Regions from separate parts of the Anas platyrhynchos genome. Here all the other regions are linked to region 3. Evidence: chromatin contacts called from public Hi-C data. All regions are on one chromosome and are shown on one strand. The core of a region is the stretch at or near the end of the contact, and the rest is flanking DNA. Distances in the headings are between cores, read along the strand shown. Region 1 has its middle 59 kb from the start of SLC41A3. Region 2 has its middle 18 kb from the start of SLC41A3. Region 3 holds the start of KLF15 (KLF transcription factor 15).

Region 1 (3,338 bases), core at 372-2,871, 80 kb after region 3:
ACTGTGTGCTGAGGGAACTCAAAGAGGTCTTCAGGTAGTGTGGTACTTCCTGGAGCTGCCACAAAAGCCAGAGGATCTCAGCTGCAGCGTTGTCCTTCAGTGAGCCTGCGCTGTGCTTTTCCTTCAGAGCTGGTCACTCTTTGAGAATGGCCCAGGCAGGGCCAAAGATTACCGTTGTGCCTGGCTTTCTAGTTACTGGGTCAAATCAGAAGTTGTTCTTGGGGCTTTCTCACCCTTGAGTGTCCAGCAGGAGCTGGGCTTCAAGCCTCTGAATGTTGGTTCTGAAACCTCTTGGATGAAGCGTGTGTATCTCTGTGCATCTCGAGGGAGCCAACTTCTTGTTCTGAAGCCTGCCTCGGCAGAGGGAAGGTCTGCGTTTCCAGTAACGAACCAGCGTAGCTCCAAATGAGTCCCCTGTGTAACTGACAGATAGGTGCAGAGTGGAGCTTGATTCAGCCTCTGAAAAGAAATAACAAAACTTAAAATAAAAAAAAGAAAAAAAAAAAAAAAAGGAAAAAAATGCTCGAAGGCCCAACCGTTTCAAACCTCAAATAAAATACTGATTAACAGTAAGCCTGCTCATATATATAACTCCGTATGACAGCTGGAGCAGAACTTCTTTTCCTAGTAGAGTCATTTTTTGCCTCAGCCTAATTCCCTTACCAATGGAGATTAACCTTCTGAGGACAGTGCGTGTGTTTCAGTATTACCTCTGTTGGCAGCCTTTGAGATAACGTTAGCACTTTCCTAATCCGAGTTCAGAACTGAACCAAGCCCATAGATCCAAACTCTTTTGAACTTGGGGAGGGAGGGAAGGGCAGAAAGGAATCACAAGCAAATACAGAGTTTTCTGGCTCATGGTTTGCACTAAAGATTACTGGGAACAAAATTATGCCTTCATTTACGGAAATATTATTTATATTCAGTTTTGGGCCTGCTCTGATATTGCATAACTCCCCAGGTTTCAGTGGGGCTCCACCAGCTGGGGATTTGGCATGTTTTACCTTATAGTGTGTTGTTTTTAATTTTCTTCCTTATGGTTCAGAGCAGTTTGAGCAGGGCATGAGAAGATTTGGGGCACGTGGGCTCTGTTCCTGGCAGCATGGTGGGAGTGTGCACATCTGGACACTACTTAGAGCTTGCATGTTCCCCGTCTGTACAATTTCCCTGTAGGATGTGGAGGGAGTGAGGTGGCTGTAGTGGTAAGAGTTACTACCACGATACTGCCATGAGGTAGTTGCCTATCTCTTGAGATCATTGTATGGGTGCACAAGTAGAAAGGGATGTGTATGTGCATGGTGCTGAATGTCCACGGGAATGCTGGAGTCCATTGCCTGGCAAAGGTTTCTGGGGAGAAAGTGATGATTTTTTTTTTTCTCAAATGATTTTGTGCCCACGTCTCCAGCTATTTAATCATTCTTGTTCTCCTACCATCCAGTATCACGTAGGGCCTTCTCTAAGAGACCATCTTCCATGTATTTCAGTGCTACTCAGGACAATAGAGGTCAGACTCTGAGAAAGACCTACAACACAAACTTTCTCAGCTCACTGGGGATGTTTTTAGCTTCTCCTCCCCATGTCTCTAAAAACAGCCAAAAACAACACTGAGTCACTCCAAGCTTGCTCTTCCCCAAAGCATAAGTATGTTCCCCACCCACACCCAGAGATGTATTGCTGTAAGACGGGGTGCGGGCTGGATGCTGAGCCCGTTCCTCGTGGCCTTTGTGTATGGTTTTTGTAGCTGCATGTTGTGTGGTTATCTCCAGCTGAGGCAAAACATCTGCACAGGTGCTTGCTTATGCACTGCGGAGGCCATGGATGGAAAGGGAAAGAGTTGTAAAGACTTGGTTTTTAAGATGATTTGGCTCATTTTTGCCTGGACTGAGGAGTGCTCATGAGCAGCCCTGCTGGCTGGGTGTTGTGAGCAGCTGTGGTACGTTGAGGGCCACATTACAGCCTGAGGAGGATGTTTTTGGAGTACTCTGCTGAGCAGAACTGGGCTGTTTGTGAAATAGTTGCCTTCATGCAAGTATAGGCTTAGAAGAAAACTGAAACAAACCTTCGTGTCACTGTAAGCACGAGGCTGTTAGTCACAGATTTCCGAATCTTTCACAGACTCCCTTCCCCTCAGTCATGGTATTTACGAAGTGGCTCACAGGGATGTAGTGGAAAAGTCCTGTTGCCCATTTCGTGTATGTGGCATGGGACTACAAACGGGCTTGAAATGGTCCAGGGAGAAGGAGCAGGCTGGGATGTGCCCCAACTGCCCTGCAGACAGCTTGGCTGAAGCCCCCTGCCAGGGGATGCCTGCTGCTGGGGACACCTGTGTTTGCACCTATTCCTGCATGTTAGGGCATACCCCGGCTGCCCTCAGCCCCCTTAAAGTCCTGTAGTTCCTACCAAGTGGAATTTCTGGGTGTCTTGATTTGATTCAGTATTCAGTGGCACGTGATTTATGAGCTGTGCTCTCTGATTTATGATCTGTATGGCTGGCAAAGAAAGCAGGATCAGGCACTTGGCTGTTGTACAAACAGAGATGACACATAATATCCAAACTAGAAGAACACAGGAAAGATAAAATTACACAGATTGTTGAAATACTGTCCTCAGCTGTGTTGCTCATGTTGGATGAGTAAAGCAAGAATAAGGGTTGTTGGGTTTTGTGAGAGTTGTTTTAACTCTTTTTTTTTTTTTTTTTTTTTTTTTTTTTTTTTCCTGTTTGTGCTTTGTTCAGTCCAGCCAGCAATGCTGGACTCTGCAGTATAATTTGCAATTCTGGATTTGGGTATTAACATAGAACTGTTCTTTGGGTTTCTACCAACCGATGGAATTGCTTTATATTTTCCTTTCCCAAGCTCCAAATAAAACTTGCTTTTCTGACACACCAAAATGCTTGTGCTTCTGACTTACTGGATGTTTTATTAGTTTCTTAACATTTTCCTGAATGTGTATTTGAAGAATTGCCTTTTTCATTCAGTACTTGTTAAACCTCAGCAGCAGAGATTCAGACATGGACTACGTGAGAGGAGCTAAACCAGGGAGGAAAACTACAGAGTGTGTGCAGCCCTTTCCTGTGACAGCAGTGCAAATTCAAAGTGATTTCACCGAAGCTTGTGTTGTAATTGAGAGTAGAACTCAAAATTTGAATTAATTTCAAAGGGAATAGCAAGTAGTTATAATCAATATCCTCCTGGACAGAGTTCAATCACATTTGATCAGCTGCTGAGCAGTGTGGCAATCACTGTTCTTTGTTTAATCTTTTCATTGAATAACAAGTTCCTCTTCAGCATTTCAAAATTTGAGATTTCTGCTGAAGCAAACCACTTCTTTTTCCACTG
Region 2 (3,287 bases), core at 163-2,662, 120 kb after region 3:
TCGTGCATGGTTGCTGGGAGCAGAAGATACGCTAGTACTCCAGCCATTACATTCCATCAGAGTTCGTAGGCAATTATGCACTGAGAAAAACAGCTTACCATGGCTTGAAGAGAGGAGGCAGATTTAAAGCCCGTTGCTGTCTTCTGATCCCTGGCAATAAAACATGCAAGGACTACTTCCAGCTCTTGCTAGCTCATCGAGGGGCATGCTCCTAGCTGTTCTGTCACGTTTTTTCCACTGACCCTCTTGCAGAATCAGCTGAACCGGCAGTGTTGGGCAGGACTTGAGAATTCCGGAGCACAGGGTCCCCTGGATGCCAAGCCCTCTGCAGGGCTCTCAGCGCTGTGCAGGTGTGGGGTGGGATGCAGGGAGCGGTGCTGGTCTGTGTTATCACGAGCTTTGGGCCCAGCCTGTCAAACTCTGAGTGCTCCCAGGCCCATGGTGCTGCCAGTGGTACTCAGGACATCCAGTACCCACTGTGCAGATCTGGCAGGATGCTTTTAAACCAGCTGAGGTGGTACTGCTTTGGTGTGGAAGGGAGGACCTAGGTGGCTTCTTTTCTTTCAGCCTGTTTCCAAAGGGTTTGAAGAACCTACGGACTGCACAATGCTACAGCTTCCACCAAGTCCGTTATAGTTGAGCTTTCTCCCCCTAAGGATTTTATCTCTAAGGATATCTTCCAGTAGGAAAGAAAGAACCTGTCCAAACCTCAACCTGAAGCACACATACAAACAAAGCTAAGCCCGAGCAAAGCTGCTGGATAATTCCACATCCCATTGTGCTGTCATGGGTCAAAAACCAAGGCTGACACCAGGCTGGTAACGGCATTTCAACTCCAGATCCAAGTTTTCTTCTATAGTCTTGCATGTATATGACCACGGTGTGCTGGTGGATGGACTCAGGCGGGCTGTGCAGCAATATGTCACTGAGTAGTTAGTGCTGCTGTTGATATTAATTGCTTGGTCCTCTTTAATAACATTACTAGGCAGACTAATATGAGAGTTAATTTATTTCAGGGCCTAGGCTCAGCTAAGGACTGAACCCCAGCTTTGAGCTCCTGCTGTGCAGCACGGTGCTTTTCTGGCACAGATCCTGGGGAAATAGCGGTGCTGGTGGGAAGGGTGACTTTTCCCTGCAGATTGTTTGAATCCCATTGCACAGGTAGCAGGAGCGGTGACAGGCTTTGGTGGCCTCCTGCCTTGGAAAAGCAGGGGAGCTCACTGTTGGGATGGTTGTTTCCTGGGCACTGGGGCCAAATTTATTCTGTTAGTGGATCTGCTCTCATAACACAAGTCCTTCTAGGTATGCAAAGGGGACAAAACGACCCATTAGCTCTTGCAACAGTTCCAAAAAAAGAGCAAAAGTCCTGTACTGCTTGTTCACAGCCTTCCTGGCGTTTGCACAGGGGAAGTCTAATGCCATTCCCCTGCCATATTGTTTCCCATGAGTATCTGCCAAAGAATGCCTGATGCAAAAAATAAACCGTGGCAAGTGCCGTCTGTTTCCATTACTGTATGGGGAATCAGCGGCTTATGTAACGTGCAGCGTGAAACCATTGCAGAGATCAAATATAAATATTGCTCTGTTGTGGAATGTACTGGGAGCATAGTTGACATTTTTGTGGCTGATGAAAAATCAAAGCTCATTATCACTCCTGAGGTTTACCCTCTTTGCGCGTTTGTGTGTGTGTCTTTCTATTTCTGTATATTAAAGGCTCTGGGTCAAATCCTGATATTCTGAGTCTATTTTTACTTGGTTGCTACTCAGGCAAAACTTCCATTGACACTAACTGGAAAGCTGCCTAAGTAAAGGGCTCTGAGGGAATTCAGAAGCTGGCTGTAACTCAGCTTCATTTTTTTTACCTCTGAAATTCCCTTTCTTGAGGCTTGTCTTTGTATCTTTAAGCTTGCGTTAGCAAATCCTCGGCCGGTGCAAGTTGGCTTTGCAGTACTATAACCAAAGATTGATTTTTTTAATGTGACTTGGATCTTTTCTGTTTGCCATTTGGGATAGGTGTCCTGGGGGTCTGTCCTTTGAAGGACTTTCCCCATGGAAGGGGACGGGGATTTGTGGGTGAAGCCAGCCAGATGGCAGCAGAGCTGTGCTGACTTGCACTGGCTATGGATCTGGCATGCAGAATATTTATCTTTTTTTTTCTTTTTTTCCTTTTTCTCCCTCATCATTGGAAACATTTGGAGCATGCTGGCAGGAATTCAAACGAGTTGCCTCCAATCTCAAAGCCCTCCCTGCTGCTTTCCTCCTATCCTGCAGCTTCTGAGCTTCTTCCTGAACCGGTGCCGCTCTGTAGCACGAAGGCAGCAGGTTGGGATCTGGTGTGGAAGGCCCCGTGTGAAAGACACCTGAGGAGTAACTGGCTCGGGGAGTGAAATAATATCCAGCAGATGAGAGGAAAGGGTCCTCTGGCAGCGCATCAGAAGTGGATGTCAGGTGGAACCCTTGAATAGGGGGCAGCCAGAAAGGAAGAATCATTTCTTTTTATCCTTAGCTTGATTTTTGGCTTTTAGATTTGCTAAAATCCTGCACTTGCTTCCTGGGAATAATTTTGATGAGAAGAACACACGCGAGGCCGTCCTAGACAGATGGTGCTGCAAAAAAAGGGTGGCTGTGAGGTGTCATGGAAGGAAATGGAGGAGTGGGTGTGAAACGAGGATGGGGAGAGAGGGCGGATGAGTGACGCAGGCACGAGCAGGTCTGGGAGGAATGATGTAAAGTGGCCCCTGAAGCGAGCAGGGGAGCTTGTGGTACAGGAAAGTCGTGTCCATAAGAAGCAGCTTGTATAAGCTCCGAGGCGCTTCCTGAGTCCTGGAGATAGTGGGTGAAGCTGTGCTCAGGGCCACAATGCTGGTCCTGGAAAGTAAGCTGTGTTTTGATGAAAGCTATGTTTGTTATTAGAAAAGTGGTAGTGGAAGAGTTAACAACGGCTTATTTGCTGTCTCTACAAAGGAGGGATTCCCAAATTGCACTGTGGCACTTGGTGGAAGCCACAGTCTTATTTGCTGGTAAATGTCAAACCTCTGAATCTCTCAAGAAAAGGGATATATCCCTGTTATGCTCCCAGACCCATTAATTGTGGCCACAGAGAAATGACATCTTGCCAGTATGACCTTCAGGAGAATGTGGTGAATAGGTTAGGAGGAAAACAGGTTGGCTGCTCTCAGTGGCTTCATGGGCATAGCAGGAGGAGGACTGCTACACCTACTTAATGTTCTACAAACTTAACACACTTCCAGTTTTATATGGTTCTCATTATCTGGCCAGAAAGCTCA
Region 3 (3,185 bases), core at 255-2,754:
CAAGGCACTGGGCTGGAGTTGAAAAAAGAATAGGCTGTGTCTTGGTTCTACCACAGACATTTGGTTCAACCGTCCATGCCTCAGTTTGCCCATAAATTCATAAAATGACGTTAATGCTTCATTTTTCCTTCAGGACAGCAATTTGCAGCCCTGAGGCCCACAGTCCTGCAGCATCAGAGTGCAGACCTCAGAGAGGTGCCCAGACTTATCTCACTTGGCTGTGCCGGGCCAGCCCAGCCTGCGCCTTCCCAGGGATCAGAAAAATAAAAAAAAAGTGACTTGAAATATCTCTGATGTAGTAGGGAAACCCAATGCTGTGGGAGCTGGCAGCCCTGTGCGTCTGAACTGTAGCTTCCTCGAAGGGCTTCACCACTGCGGGTGGTAAATGTGGATCCTGATCCCCCCATGATATTGCATGAATATTTGCACATATAAAACTTGTAAATTTATGTATAAATTACAAATTTATGTATAAATGTATAGATTTATGTATAAATTATACTTAAATTGTAAATGCATGTATAATTTGTGTATATATAATTAATGTATATGTACTTGTATATATATCCATATACACACTAGTTTGTATATACATATATGCATACATACATACTAGTGTATTTAACCAGTGTGTGTGTGTGTATATGTGTATATATATATATATATATATATATAACTGGTATATATATGTATGTATATATATAGCAAATGTATATATCCATGTATATATGTAACTAGTGTGTGTATATAGATATTTAATGAGTGTATATATACATATATATGTAAACAGTGTATACATACATCTATATACGCTCTCAGACATATGGTCTGATTTTTGGGTGGTCCTGTGTGGACTCAGGAATTGGACTTGATGATCCTTGTTGGTCCCCTCCAACTCAGGATATTCTGATTCTATGATATATGTAACCAGTGTGCATGTATGTAGTTACGCAATAAGTGTATATGTATGTGTATATATAACAAGTGTACATATTTCTGTATATACATAACTTGTGTATATATCCATGTATATATGTAGTGTATATATGTAAATACATAAGTGTATATATGTAAGCAGTATATATATACGTATAACGAACGTATATATATGTACACATCCACCTACATATACACTGCTTATATGTACGTAACCAGCGCATAGATCAGTGCATATCAGTCCATACATAACCTGCATATACATACGGACACAACGCACATACAGGTGCATATCCGTGCACATACCCCCCCCGCCGAGCCTACACGCGTGCCTACAGCCCCCCACATGGTAGCACGACGGGGGACCCCCCCATCCCCAGCACCCCCCTTCCTACCCCCCCCACAAGCATCCAGCGGGCACGGCGGGGGCCGGGCTCCCATCGAGGCCGGGCCGGGGCCGGCCCCCGGCGCCGCGGGGCCAATGGGGGCGGCGGAGCGGGGCGAGCCTCTCCCCGGCCCCCCCGCCGCCGCCGGCCGCCCGGCCCGCGGGGATAAAGCACTACGCGGCCCGCGCCGCGCTCCGCACCCGCGCAGCCGCCTCCCGGGGGAGCTGCGCCCACCGCTCGGGGCTCGGATCTGTCACCGGGGGGTGGGCTGGGCTGGGGGCTACTACGCTCCCTGGGGGGGGGGGGGTCTCGGCCTTGTTTTTTTTATTTTTTTATTTTTTTTTTTTGCATTTTCTACTATATTTTTGCACCGCGCTCCTTTGCCTTTTCGTCGTTGCTTTTGCATTTTTCTGGGTTATTTTTGCCCCGGCTCGGCTTGCGGAGGAGTTCAGGTGAGGGTTTGCACCGGGGGAGGGTGGGATATGGCATCGGGGGGGCTGCAGCAGGGCTGGAGCTGGGCAGTGCACAAGGGGCGGCGGGGGGGTGCGCTGCTCCCGGCCGGGTGGGATGGGGGGGAGAGCTACCAAAGCCTGCTAAAAAAATAGAAAAAGGATCAATAAAATAGGGGAAAACAATAACAACTTCTCAGCATTGGAGATCTGGCAGTGCCGGGATGAGGGTTGTGTCCCCCCCCCGACCGCTGTCACTGTGCGGTGTTTGGGGAGTTTGGTGCCGACCCGGGGTGCGTGCCGCTCGTGAGGCCGAAGTTTGGGTCTAAAGGTGGGCACTTTGCAGAAAACGGGGTGAAAACAGGGCTTTGAGGAAGGTTTTTACAGCATTCCAGAAGCAGTGGCGTTGAAAAAAGCCAGGGAGGCCCCTAAATGTAGCCCCCTACCCCTAGTGTCCGATAAGCAGTGCAGCCACCTTGCAGCAGGGCTGAGAGTAAATGGACTCCCTGGCTCTTGGCTCCTTTTTTTTTTTTTTTTTTTTTTTTTTAATTATTGTTTTATTACCTCCCCGTGCATTTCCATTTGATTTCTTAGAAAAGCTGGCCCTGATTCACTGCCCAGTTTATGGCTCTGTCTGTGGAGCACGAGTCAGCCTGAACAGATATTAAATCTTCCAGGGAACAAGGGAAAACAGTAAACAGATTAGTCCTAAACTAGAAAGAGCTGTAGCAACATACATGGGAAATGACTGTCGGTGTATCTAAACCCAGGTACTGCTGTGTTATCTGTGCTGGGAAATGGGTCCCCATGTTGCAGCAAGTTCCTGGGACTTAACATTTTAAGGTTATTCTGAGACAGAATATGCCTTCTCTCTCTGTATTCCTTTAAGCTGGTGATTAGACGGACAGATTTTAAGCAGAACAACATGTTTCTGGCAGAAGGGACATCATAACAACCTAGGGAACTCTTAAAAGTTGGAGCCCGCCGCGTTGCCGTGCGCTGTTGAACAGCTGCTCTATTTCACTCCAGAAGCGGCTGTTTTCCAGTGGCTCGGGCACTCAGCTCCCTGTATAGGTGCTTACATTTCTGACATGTTTTCATCCCTCCCAGGGATGAAAGTGCTTTATGTAAACAGCATCATTAGTTTTCATAGCTCGCGTAGCCCTGGCTTTTTTTATTTTATTTTATTTTTGTTTTTTAAGCTTCTGGTTTTGGCTTTAGACAAAGTAGGGATGAAAGCCTTTTAGTTGTTAGTCTGGCCTTTAGGATAAAATAGAGCCTGGGCCCGATCCCACATTCCAGGCATTCCCCAAAATCTTCTTGGCTGCTGTGCAAGTTTTGCGAGCGTGCAGAAAGCAGCTCTGGCCCGCGATGTGCCTGGATCTGTTTGCCTCTGACAGTCCCCTGTCTTCTC

Evidence for each region. A called contact is a pair of places that touch in the nucleus more often than the background predicts.
Region 1: a Hi-C map of skeletal muscle shows a contact between it and region 3, with 1.6 times the contacts expected there. The contact joins the enhancer-like site here to the promoter of KLF15 in region 3. A contact is called at or near these places in 3 of 8 Hi-C or Micro-C datasets (liver, skeletal muscle and subcutaneous adipose tissue).
Region 2: a Hi-C map of skeletal muscle shows a contact between it and region 3, with 4 times the contacts expected there. The contact joins the enhancer-like site here to the promoter of KLF15 in region 3. A contact is called at or near these places in 4 of 8 Hi-C or Micro-C datasets (F1 follicle, F5 follicle, skeletal muscle and 1 more).

The regions. Positions count from the first base shown.
Region 1 is chr13:10,673,065-10,676,402 of IASCAAS_PekinDuck_T2T, forward strand. No RefSeq gene overlaps it. Among named protein-coding and RNA genes, the nearest start is that of SLC41A3, 59 kb to the right of the region's middle. Within about 2 kb of position 1,622, at least 3 of the 8 cell types and tissues checked have an H3K27ac peak or open chromatin away from gene starts, as enhancers often do. A contact at or near this core is called in subcutaneous adipose tissue, where this site is marked.
Region 2 is chr13:10,713,444-10,716,730 of IASCAAS_PekinDuck_T2T, forward strand. No RefSeq gene overlaps it. Among named protein-coding and RNA genes, the nearest start is that of SLC41A3, 18 kb to the right of the region's middle. Within about 2 kb of position 1,413, at least 6 of the 8 cell types and tissues checked have an H3K27ac peak or open chromatin away from gene starts, as enhancers often do. A contact at or near this core is called in F1 follicle and F5 follicle, where this site is marked.
Region 3 is chr13:10,593,412-10,596,596 of IASCAAS_PekinDuck_T2T, forward strand. KLF15 (KLF transcription factor 15) reads left to right here and starts at 1,505. Exons shown (of 3, transcript XM_027467928.3): 1 at 1,505-1,774.